Regions from separate parts of the Zea mays genome. Here region 2 is linked to region 1. Evidence: chromatin contacts called from public Hi-C data. All regions are on one chromosome and are shown on one strand. The core of a region is the stretch at or near the end of the contact, and the rest is flanking DNA. Distances in the headings are between cores, read along the strand shown.

The links. Hi-C and Micro-C count contacts between places; a contact is called where the count stands out from the background.
Region 2: a contact with region 1 is called in a Hi-C map of ear, with 6 times the contacts expected there. The contact joins the promoter of LOC100276554 here to the promoter of LOC100279799 in region 1. A contact is called at or near these places in 13 of 25 Hi-C or Micro-C datasets (bundle sheath, ear, endosperm and 5 more) and 1 of 3 datasets of contacts at active chromatin or transcription factors (leaf).

Annotation. Positions count from the first base shown.
Region 1 is chr10:86,709,772-86,716,227 of Zm-B73-REFERENCE-NAM-5.0, forward strand. LOC100279799 (Beta-carotene isomerase D27 chloroplastic) reads right to left here and starts at 3,199. Exons shown (of 8, transcript NM_001360997.1): 1 at 3,045-3,199; 2 at 2,862-2,960; 3 at 1,777-1,881; 4 at 1,568-1,667; 5 at 1,297-1,388; 6 at 1,112-1,192; 7 at 949-1,017; 8 at 564-786. The coding sequence starts at 3,188. The coding sequence ends at 643.
Region 2 is chr10:86,879,105-86,885,560 of Zm-B73-REFERENCE-NAM-5.0, forward strand. It overlaps LOC100276554, which reads left to right and starts at 4,052. Exons shown (of 4, transcript NM_001150315.3): 1 at 4,052-4,264; 2 at 5,493-6,157. The coding sequence starts at 5,647. LOC103641341 (a long non-coding RNA gene) reads left to right here and starts at 1,191. Exons shown (of 4, transcript XR_560258.2): 1 at 1,191-1,263; 2 at 1,862-1,991; 3 at 2,088-2,239; 4 at 2,353-2,390.

The sequences.
Region 1 (6,456 bases), core at 1,949-4,448:
TCGTCAAATCCTAAAGGTAATCTATACTGAGTTTTACGCATCTAATATTTAGGGTTTAAAGGCAAGATCCTTAGAGTTCTAGCAGCCTCAAACCAAACGGGCCCCACAATCTTGGTAGCATGCAAAGCTGATGCAGTTGCAAAGCTATCGATAGACTGAAACTAGGTGAACGACAAGTCGCCAGCAGGATCTGATGTAACGCAATCAACAGAATGTTGCGCATCTCATTACTGTACTGGCTTGTTTTATAGGGGTATCTAACTTGGTGAAGATCATGTAACTGTGTTTTGGCTTTCAAGAAGTCCCTCCAATGAAATCAGGTGTAGAAATGGTATCTAACTTTAAGTTTGCCCTGTAAAATGGCAGATTTGCTATGTATATGTTCCTTTGTATACCCAGTGAACTTGTATCCAGATCACTGTGATGTTTCATTGGGTGTTGATCTGATGGATCAGACTGAGAGTTATTTACTCATGTAGTCATGTTGATCCAATCGAAAACGTGTGTGTCTGCAACATAGAAATGGTATTACCGAAATTACTTGACATCGTTGCACGAAGACTGACAAATGCAAGCAAGGCACACCATGCCCAAGCCCAACGCGCAATAATCTATGATGTGCAGTCTTTTACAGGGAGCATATCAAACTTGGGGGCAACTGAGCTCATCTGGGCTGCTATTTCTTCCGAGCTCTCTACGCCGCCTTGCGTTTGTGCAGATGTCCAAGCACGGTTCCTTGAGGGCTTTGTCAGTATCAAGAGGTGGAGGCGGCACCCCGAAGTTGAACTGCGATTAACAACAACACAAACTTTGCTGCGTTTATTTTTGAATTTTGGCCGTATACTGTACAAAAAAACATGTATAGATGGCAGGCGCAAAGTTCTTTTAGCATAACAATCAACACCCATGTGGTCTTTGAAGAAAGTCCAAAATTTTGGAACCATTTACCTGGCAGCTATAGTCTTCAAAATTTGGCTCCATGTACAAATCAACACCCATGTGATCTTTGAAGAAAGTCTGAAAATAGAGAGTGTAATTTATTCAAGGACTGGGGAGGAGTGTGTTGGGTAGACACAAATCCAGCATTCCAGATGTGCAAACATGAGCAAACCTGAGTTGGCAGTTTGCATGTGTTGATGCAAATGCCAAGGCACTTGCTCTCTTCCAGGTACTTGCATTTCTCAACGAACACCTGGAAGTTTCATCGTCAAGGGAGAAAGCATGGTTTCAATTTCGAAGTCCTGAGTCTTAGTGAAAAAATAAGTCAAGGAGTTGAAACTTGGAACATATCGATACCCCACTTGACCATGATTTTCCATCAGGCAGAGTGACTGAATTAACTGAGCATGAGCCCATCAACCATTGACATGAAATTGCTGTCGCCCTAGCTTCTCAAGAAAATGCAGCAACACCAAAGCAAGCAAGTTAAGAAGAATGCACTACTCCCTCCGTTTCTTTTTAGTTGTCGCTGGATAGTTCAATTTTGCACTATCCAGCGACAACTAAAACGAAACGGAGGAAGTATTATACATGGAAATGCTGTACTTGCGACTAGAAGTAGACTCACCAAGCATCATAGCGGCTAGTTGGCCATTAGCAATTGGCGCTAAAAGAGCTTTGTAAAGAACAAGCAAGAGAGGTGGAAACAGTGACTGTAGTACTCGGACCTGGAGATTGTAAAAAAAAGAGACACAGAAAACTAAGGCTCATTAGCTATAAAAGTTTCCGTGACAACAGATGCACAAAGACTAGAGGGGGACAAGAGAAGTGATATACAGCAGCCTGCTCAGTCTCCAAAGCACTCTTTCCCTTGACCATGAGACGGTTTGCTACCTCCATTAGTCCAGCATACCCAGGCTTTTCAGAATCCCATCCAACCTCCTACAGCCTTTCAGAGAATCAACAGAATGTAATTGCACTGCATGTCTTGCTTTTATGCAAAACTGTGATATTCCATATTGACCTAAAACTTAACAGATACTCGTCAACAGGGGGCTGGCTTTCTGAATTCTAAGTACTTGTACCTTGTCCTAAAGCACAGGAAATTTCTTTTGTAGCCACTTCCAGGAAAATTTTCAGCTCGTATGCAAGTGTGTACATTTCTCATTCAAATATGACAGTGAGATTATTCTATGTTTCTGGAGTTGCAGTCTGTCTGGAAACTATGATAACATTTAATCTCACATTGGATCGGACCTGCTTAGTTGTTTTATGATTGAAAGCACCCCTCGCCTCGCTCACACAACAAATAAATAAATAAATAAATAAACTGAAAACAAATTATTCTTCAAAAAATAGAGCATTCAGCTCAGATTTCAACAAAACTAAATGGCCATTTTGTAGAAATACAAAGTTCCAAGCTCGATTAAAGTAATACGATAAACTAATAGCTAGCACAAGTTCAGTTATGCACGTGGCGTCAATTCATCAGGATTTGTCAGACTGTTGATCAAAATTACCAAGCAGAACTGAACCTAGCGATGAATGGATTATTAATGTTCAGAAGATTCCATTATCTGCCATGCTAGAACTCTATACTAAACACAAAAAAAGTTTTTTTGGTTCTCTCTTATTTAAGGAAAAGAAGCTAATAACATGGTTAAGGCTCTGTTTAAAAGCAATCTAGTTTTTAAGAAACCGGTTTTTATCTTTTAGCTAGGAAAGAACGGTTTCTCGGTTTTTTAAGAAACTGAGAATATAATTTCTATAAATTAAGTCGGTATATTTGGACTCAATTTCTATAAACCAATTTTATTAAAAACTGGGTCCTTCCAAAGTTTCAAAAAAAAACTAATAACACGGTTTGGCATCATCTAACTGGAGGGAGGAACTAAGGGATCGGTGGATGGAGTGGAACTCGCCTTCACCATCTTGCTCCGGAAGAAGGCGAGGAGGAGGTCGTCCGCGAAAGAGGGCCGGTACTCCCCGCCCTTCCCCGGCGGCACCGCCGCTGCATCGACCTGCATCCAAATAAAGTCACTCTAACAACCAACCACCAGCGCCGGCACAGACGCACAGGGCACAGTTGGTGTGGAATAAATCACCTGTGGCGAGGAGCAGCGGAACCGGCGGCTTGGCCGGCGACCGAGCTGGAGATACGAGGGCAGGCACGAGGAGCAGGAGGCCGCGCAAGAAGGCGGGCCGCGGGAGGCGAGGGGGAGGCCGCGTGTCGCGAGCGGCGGCGCCATGGACACCGGAGAAGGACAACCGCTGCCAACCAGTGGCTGCCGCCGTGGTGGTGGGGGAACGCAGGGAGGACAATAGCCGGCCCGCTAGGACCCACAGGTCAGCGAGCCTCTCCAGCTGTGGGACCCACACATGTGATACGTTACATGCACTGTACTCATACAGTCCATATCACGCTGAATTTTTTTAAGACCAGCGTATTATTACATATCTAGATGAAAAAAAGCTTAAAGTGTATATTATATTAATTAAGGAGGACAGAGCGTATAATTATAATTATACTAAGTATATGATCGTGCGTTGCCACGGAAGTTAAAAATTAATATAAGACATAGACACCACTATAATATGTATCCAAATTTAATATCACTATAAAAGAATGACAAACAAATAGGCAATCAAATACTATCTCCATCCAAGTTTCACAGGCGTATAAGTAGTTTTTACTGAGACCAAGAAATCATTAATAATCCCCCTTAATATGTTTGCTCTCAGCCCTTTAAATAAGGACTGCACTTTTATATGTTACTTTATGGATAGTTGTTACACAGGAAAAGTGTCGACATAAATAAGCAGCTATTCACTTGCCTAGAGTTGTAATGAAACAAATGAAAGATCCTGATCTATAGAAGTATTTATATATAATTGTCGGCGTTTCGAGACGGGGGGTCCCTAAGCCGACGAGTGAGTGTGCTGCGTGCCCCAGCCCAGATGGGTCGAGCGCGTGGGCGAGCGCGAAGGGGGGAGAGGCGAGGAGGACGGAGTCGAGCGTGAGAGAGGTGGAAGTCCCGCGGCCTTCGTGTTTGTCCCGCGCCCAGGTCAGGTGCGCTTGCAGTAGGGGGGTTACAAGCGTCCACGCGGGTGAGGGAAGCGAGCGGCCCCAAGAGAGCGCCTGTCCCGTCCTCGGTCCCGCGCGGCCAACCTTCTCTAAGAAGGCCCTGGTCCTCCCTTTTATAGTCGTAAGGAGAGGATCCAGGTGTACAATGGGGGGTGTAGCAGAGTGCTACGTGTCTAGCAAAGGGAGAGCTAGCGCCCTAGGTACATGCCAATGTGGCAGCCGGAGAGATCTGGGCACCCTGCTGGTGTGATGTCGTGGCTGTCGGAGGTGCGGCGGAGCCTGGCGGAGGGACAGCTGTTGGAGCGGTCGAGTCCCTGCTGACGTTGTCCTGCTTCCGTAAGAGAGCTGGGGGCCGCCGTCGTCATAGAGCTTGTGGAGCGCCATCATTGCCCCTCCGGCGGAGCTGGCCGGATGGGACGCCGGTCTTGTTCTCCGTGACCCGAGTCGATTCGGGGTAGGATGATGATGGCGCTTCCTATTGACGTGGCGGTCTGTGCCCTAGGCAGGGCGACGTGGGGGTTCCTCCGAAGCCGAGGTTAAGTCTGCCTTCCGTTGCCGTGGCCGAGCCCGAGCCAAGGGGTCGGGCGAGGCGGAAGTCGTTCGGCCGAGGCCAGGGCGGAGTCTGAGCCCTGGGGTCGGGCGAAGCGGAGTTTCGTCGTCTTCCGGGTCTTAGCCCGAGTCCGAGCCCTGGGGTCGGGCGGAGCGGAGTTCGCCGTCTTCCGGGTCTTAGCCCGAGTCCGAGCCCTGGGGTCGGGCGGAGCGGAGTTCGCCGTCTTCCGGGTCTTAGCCCGAGTCCGAGCCCTGGGGTCGGGCGGAGCGGAGTTCGCCGTCTTCCGGGTCTTAGCCCGAGTCCGAGCCCTGGGGTCGGGCGGAGCGGAGTTCGCCGTCTTCCGGGTCTTAGCCCGAGTCCGAGCCCTGGGGTCGGGCGGAGCGGAGTTCGCCGTCTTCCGGGTCTTAGCCCGAGTCCGAGCCCTGGGGTCGGGCGGAGCGGAGTTCGCCGTGGCGCCTTTGGCAAGGCCTGACTGCCTGTCAGACTCACTCTGTCGAGTGGCACTGCAGTCGGAGTGGCGCAGGCGGCGCTGTCCTTCTGTCAGACTGGCCAGTGGAGCGGTGGAGTGACGGCGGTCACTTCGGCTCTGCCGGGGGCGCGTGTCAGGATAAAGGTGTCAGGCCACCTTTGCGTTAAATGCCCCTGCAATTTGGTCAGTCGGTGTGGCGATTTAGTCAAGGTTGCTTCTAAGCGAAGCCAAGGCCTCGGGCGAGCCGGTGATGTGTCCGCCATAAAAAGGGGGCCTCGGGCGAGACGGAAGTCTCTCGAGGTCGGCTGCCCTTGGCCGAGGCTAGGCTTGGGTGAAGCGTGATCGAGTCACTCGCGTGGACTGATCCCTGACTTAATCGTACCCATCAGGCCTTTGCAGCTTTATGCTGATGGGGGTTACCAGCTGAGAATTAGGCGTCTTGAGGGTACCCCTAATTATGGTCCCCGACAGTAGCCCCCGAGCCTCGAAGGGAGTGTTAGCACTCGCTTGGAGGCTTTTGTCGCACTTTTTTGCAAGGGGACCAGCCTTTCTCGGTTGCATTTCGTTCCGGTGGGTGCGCGCGAGCGCACCCGCCGGGTGTAGCCCCCGAGGCCTCGGAGGAGTGGTTACACTCCTTCGAGGTCTTAATACCTCGCGTAACGCTTCGGCTGGTCTGGTCGTTCCCTCATGCGAACTGGCCGTAGCCCGGGTGCACGGTCGGGGCCCAAGCTCTCGGGCTGGTATGTTGACGCTGTCAACGATTTGGCCGGAGCCGGTTTTTGCGAGAGCAGCCCCCGAGCCTCTGCACAGGGCGAGAGGACGATCAGGGACAAACTCGACTTTTTACATACGCCCCTACGTCGCCTTTCCGCAAGGAGGAGGGGGGGAGTGCGCCATGTTACCCTCGATGGGCACCGAACATGGTGTCTCCGGTGAGCTGCAAGCGGGTAATCCGAGTGGACGTCCGTGCCCCGTTCGTTGGGGGTCGGCTAGGGGCCCAGAGGCACGCCCAAAAGTACCTGCGGGTGATTTGCCGGACCCGGTCCCCTGGCGACGGGGTCCGAGGGCTCGATGCCTCCCTCCGGTGGGATTCCGTTACAAGATCGTTCCCGCTGGTCTCGGAAATGTCCTAGGGTACCTCGGGAGCGCAGCCCGAGCCTCGGTTATGTATCGAACGTACCCCTGGTCATCCCTCGCTCGGTGTCTGAGGCGACTGTGAACCCTTCGGGGGCCAGCCTTCGAACCCCTGATCAGTAATGGGCGCGGAGCCCGAGTAGCCTGAGGCGGCCATGGAACCCTTCGGGGGGCTGGCCTTCGAACCCCTGACCAGTAGTGGGTGTCGGGCCCACGCGATCTGAGGCGGCTGTTGAACCCTTCGGAGGGCCAGCCTTCGAACCCCTGATCAGTAGTGGG
Region 2 (6,456 bases), core at 2,802-5,301, 170 kb after region 1:
CTTAACCAACAACCTTGGGTCAGGATAATTGTTATTTCGATCCATCGCTGCGCTGTAAATGAGCTCATAAGATTCTGCTAGAGCTCTTGCCAAACCATAGCAAGCATTTGAACGTAATCTTGGAACCTGCAGTTACTCAAATTCAGGCAAAGGAACCTTCTGTTCCAGTCACAATGCCAAAGAATGCCTTCAAGCATCTTAAAAACATTTGTAGCGACGTTTCGATAATATCTGCCGTCTAAGCTATCTCTTCAATGTAATAAATACACTAAATAATTTAATAAATTTCTCTGTACATCTAAGCTATCTCTTCAATGTATGCAATTTCATGTCATCTATTCTTATTATCTTACTATATGATGACAGGGTACGCCCATCCACGCTGAGATTGCAGCCGCCCTGGCAGTTGACAAAGGCTCAATAATAGAAATTGAAAAAGTATATGAGCTCAAACGCTTTCGTGTCACGCCTTCCAGAAACTATTTTAAACCTGTTGACAACAACTTCATGATACAATTCACTCTGTACACTCAAGCCAAAGTTGTCAAAGATCCACCACAAGTGTTTCCCAGATATATCTACAAGCTCACATGCTTTGAAAATATAGAAGATAGCATTGACAATAGAACTTACTTGATTGGTAAGAAACATTTTGATAAATTAAAATACACTCACTTAGGTTACAAGGATATACACATCGTTTACAAGTAAATAATTTACTTATCCAATAATGTAGATGTCCTTGGAATGTTGACACAAATTAATCCTCCACATCCAGTTGGCTATAACAACTCAACCATCATCAGAGACATCTTCATCAAAAATACAAGGTACAAAATTCTCCTTTATGTATTACTACTGCAATCTTGCCACATAGAATGTGTGACAAGCACTATGAAATCTTTGCACCACTAATCCTTATATCAGATTGTGTATTCATACTAGCTATATTGTTCTTATTTCTTCAGTGACATGTCTCTGAAAATTACTCTCTGGGGAAATCAAGCATCAAGCTTTTCTATCAGTGATGTTTACAATCAAAGCAACAAACAGCCTATTGTCATACTGCTCGTTGGATTTCTTGCTAAACGATTCAAAGGTTGTGATCCAAACTTTTGAAAAGAACAATTGGATTATTTATTTCAATATGTATGATAACACATATTCTACATGTAATGTAGGTCAACCATACCTAAGCAGTACTGCAGCAAGTTCATGGTACTTCAATCCTGTAATTCCTGAGGCACAGACCTACTACAACAGGTAAACAAAATAAATTTTGGATACACTTCCTTCAATACGTGCGAATGATTCTATTTAATCTGGTTCTCTTTAATCTATATGCCCACATTTAACTGGTTCTCTTTAATCTAGTTCTCTTGAAGCAACATAAATCTGATTCTCTTTAATTTTATGCCCACATTTGTCTAATAGTTTAATAAGCTACAATCTACTACACTACCAGTACTAATATTTAAACTGAAATTGTAGATAAACATTTTTTTATCATTACCTCTTTATATATTACATTCAAACCAGTTTGGTCTCCCTTTTCAGACAATATTCAATGCTTACAATTATTTTTTAACTAAAACTAACCCACAGTTTCATTTTTTTTCTCTATAAAAAAACAAAGACAGTGCAAAAGAAAAAATCATCGCTGCCTATAATCAGTGTATACAAAAAAATATTTTTAAAGTAATGTTATGACTGGTTGTATTTCTTAGACACTCTTTCAGTTAAAAAAATTATACATGCTATCCTCTTTTTTCTAAAGCGGGTTACAAGACATCCTATTGTCTTTATTTTTTAAAAATAAAAATATTGTTCATACTGATAACAATTGTGACATCATTTGAAGGTTGCAAAACAATGACCTCCAGCTAATACAACCCACAGCAGCCGAAGAAGAAATTCTGCTTTCTCAACCACCAAATTTGGAACAAAAGACTGTTGAAGAGCTGCTCAACATAGATCCAGACATGTTTCCCGTATTTACAACTAAATCCTCATATGTTTCACTTATTTAATACATCGACAATATGCTTATCTAACTTGGTACATTTTTTCTCTCTTTTATATTGCAGCCAGAAGGCTACAGATGCACTGTTACTATCTCACGCATTGTGCAAAATAGCAAATGGTGGTACCCATCTTGCTCAAGGTGCCACAAATCTTCATCTCAAACTTCAACTGGATATCACTGCACATCATGTGGCTGCACAGATATTAACTTTAGGTAAATCTTAACACACACACCTGATTTACTACCATTTATTCCATCTTAATAAAGTCTTATCTTTACTACAAACTTAATTGCTGCTTTGAAATACTCATAATTTGAATTGACAGATACAAGCTCAGCTTCATTGCTACTGATGGGACATGTGAGGCAGAGTTCTTTTGTTTTGATAACATAGCCAGAAAAATAGTAGGAAAACCTTGTGACAACCTTGTTACAGCAGTTGCAACTTCTCAGGGTCCCCCAGCAGCCCTAGCCGCTATTGTGTGTCTGAAATTTACCCTTGCAGTTACCATCAATATGTCAGCCTACTCAGTCACAAATAGAGTATTCTCTATTCTGTCTATTTTAACAAACCATGGAAGACAGGCCTTAATACCATCTAACATGCCTAGCCATCCTCAGCAAGAGTTGGATACACAGGATGAAATACCTAGCCTTACAACCACACAAGACTCTCCAGCAACATCAATGGCGAAACTATCTACCTGTAGCAACGAAAGAAACGAGGTACAAAACTTCTTATTTTTCTTGCCATGCAAAATCTATTATAAATGTATCATTCTTTCATGCATACAACTTGATGAAGTCTATTCAACAGGCACGACGTGTTCTAATATATTCAGATATGTCACATGACATAGAGGTACCTTTAGTACTACTAAATACTTACTTTCCATACACTTACAAAGTTACATATCCATTACATTTTAATACCAGATATAAATTAATACAATCAATACCCACAGAATAAATAAACCAGGACAAAATGAGTTTCCACTTTGTTATATGAAAGTACATTCATAAAATTTATGCACTTAATCACAGGGTGATGCCCAGCGCATAAGTGAACTCAGCAATGAAGAGTTATCGTCGCCACCGAAAAGGTATGTATTAAAAAAATAGTTGGACATAATAACAGTAGCAACAACATCATTCTTTTAAATGCTAGATCTTATTTTCCACGCTAATACAACATTCATGATATTATATAGAATGAAACATGGCCACAGTAGCAAAGGAATACCAGATCTTACAGACCCCAAAGAGAAGAGCTCCTAGATCATAATCAACTTCATGAAGGTATAACACCATGTGCAAAACTTATTCATATATCGCAAATATATTTATACACAGTCAACATAATGTATTCCACTTACCCTTTTACGCAGCAACATTAGTACAACTCTAATGCTTTTTCCTCCTTTGTATACAGGTATTTACTTATTGGGCACCTATCAAGAGCACTATCACTTTTGGACAATGAATGCTTCTCTATAAATATGAACCCTATCAAGAGCATCATCACTTTTGGACCATGAATACTTCCCTCTCTCTCTCTCTCTATATATATGAACCTACTATTAGACTATTTGTGGATCTGTACATATTTACTTAACACCTAGAAGCACATTGTTGCTAAGTGTTGATGTATGATGCTTGAATACTACTTAGTATATATTGTAGTCTAATTTCACTCTACAACTGGTATCAACTATTAGGGGAAAACAATATTATCTACTTATATTTTGATTTCTTGCATACATATTGTATACTCATATCATGTTTAAATTTGTTTTACATATCTGGGTACTCACAAAATCGTTAAGCTATATATGATGACGCGCGCCCAGGCGCGGGCTAAACACTAGTTATTATTATTCGTAGTCCATTTGGCGATCCGACGGCCGGCAGAGCAAAGCAAGCAAAAAGGGGAAAAACTGTTCCGCCGGGCCGACGACGGCCGGGGCCGGCGATGGATCCTGCGCGAGGAGCGGAATTAAATAGCGCGTGACCCCCGAGGCGGGCAAATCTGGATGCTTCCTTCCGTTTCCACCTCAACCCGTCCCACCGCTCCCAGTCCCGGGACGTACGGTGACCCCACACCACACCACCACAACCCCTCCGTCCTCTTCGCGGCTGCGGTGCGGCCCCGGGAGTTCCTTGATTCGGCGGGCATCGCCATGGGAGGGCGTCGCTGGCTAGCTGTGGTAACCTGACCTCGCCGCTGCAGCTCTGTAGGTAGGTACAGGGTGGGCTCTCACGACCCTCCTGGCCTCCCCCCCCTCTCTCTCTCTCTCTCTCTCTCTCTCTCTCTCTCTCTCTCTCTCTGTCCGGATTTCTCCGCCGCTCTCTGCTCATGTGCCATGCCGAGGCGGAAAATTTGTGATTTTTGAGGGAATTAGGCGGGTTCGAGAGGGATTTTTTGTTTATTTCCTGTTCTACGTACCAAGGCGGGTGCGCCAGTGTGCCGAAAAGCTTCGGCTTTGATGGAATCCCGGTGCTCCCGCGAGCTCTCCCCCTTAACCGCTAGGATCATCATCCATCTATGCACCCAAGGCTTCTCCTCCGCCGCGTCCCCCCCTCCCCCGCCTCTCCAACCGCCCTCCGCCAAGTTCGCGTGGATGTGGATGTGGATGGGGAGTCGGCGGGCTGCTCTCCTTTTCCGCGCCTGCGCGCTTGTCTCTTCCCTTGTCGGATTATCGGGACCGGATAAGCTCGGCGAAGACCGTACCTACTGCCTAGCCTTGTTCTACACCGCGTGTCCTCTTCCATCTTCCCCCTCGCCGCTCGAGCTGCCAACTGTCCAGCAAATTCGACAAAATTCGTTCGCTTCTGCTTCTGTTTGGTCACCTAACCACTTCCTTCGGCTGCCAAAACGAGGTTCTTGTTTGTTTGATTGTTTCCATTTCATTAGCTTTGGCGTACAACGAAAAGAGAATGGGTTAGTTGGGTTTTCAGTGGTGCCACAAGCGAAAAGATGTTGCCAGTGCTTATCAATAAACAATGCCAGCTGCTTGGCTTTTGCTGAACATTTTTTTGCTTACAAATAAATAAATACTAGATGAGTAGAGAGCAAGCGGAGAACAAGGGGAGCGAGACGCCGCCTTGCCAAGTGTAAGCAACCGAGGGGAGAACGAGGGTGCGGCCGTGGCTTGTGGCGTTCGATCAGGATAAAAAGGTTGCCAACTTCGCGTGTTTCCCTCCTGCGTTTCCTGCTTAATTTAACTTAGGCAGCCCGGTTTCTCGCTTTGTGCCACCTCTTCTATCTCTTGTTACATGTGTGGCTTTCTTGTCATGGTTAGTTAGGCTTTCTCGGAACCGGTCCGGTATGTTGGTTTGGCAATTCGGGTAGACAAGTTTGAAAATGTTTCTTGTTTGATCCATTTCTGTGGCTGCACCTGTGTCCTGGTTTAGACTTTTGACTGACTGAGTAACCTAATTTTTTGCCTAACTTTTTCCTCTGCAGGTAGCTAGTATTCCAGAGGTGATTTCTCCTCTCCTGATCGACAGAGGGCAAATCTGGTTCGTGACCCCCCAGTATCATATCAGAGAGGGCCACGGTTTTGCTTATCAATGTGTTAGGAGTTAGGACCAAGTACTGGAGCTATTTCGTGGTTCCGATGGAGTCTAAGTGTGTGAACGACCAGGACACCTTGATCGACCTGGAGAGTGGCAACGGCACTGCAGTGATCAACCATAGCAACGACCTGGAGAGTGGTTGCGTGTGTGCGTGCGCCAACGGATGTCCGAGGGATGACAGGAACAACCAGCACATGGACTGCTCTTCACCGGCTTCGGACGCCGTTGCTAGAAGTGGAGACGACAGGAAGTCCGAGGGGGAGGAGAAGCTGGGCCTGGGCCTTCTGGACAGCTCGGGAGGGGACAAGGCGAAGAAGAAGCGGTCGAAGAAGAAGCCGCCGCGGCCGCCGAGGCCGCTGACGCCTACGCCGCTGGACGTCTCTGACCAGAAGCTCCTCAACGAGCTGAGCGAGCTTGCCGTGCTGAAGCGGGCGAGGGTCGAGCGGATGAAGGCCTTGAAGAAGATGAAGAACGCCAAGCAAGGGTTCTCGGGTGGCAATCTGTGCCCCCTGATCGTCACCGTTATCTTCTGCGTCGTCATTCTCTGGCAAGGTATATAGATCCCGTTCACTGTTAGTGGTCTGATGTGCTGTGTCTGTATGGAACAACCAAAGTTTAAGCCTCTTGAATAAAAGATTTGACTCACACCCCCAACAACTCAAATGGTTGAATTGAAGCTTTCTGGGGTCGGCTATATTGATAACTGCCATTTTTTTTTTGGTTCGATTCACAAGTCGATATATGCTTGGATAATACGTACTCAACATGGAGATAGTTTAAGATATGATCAACAATAAAGCTAATTCAGCAAAGGAAGTTGGACTCTTTGGTAATGTCGGTTCTTTGATCTG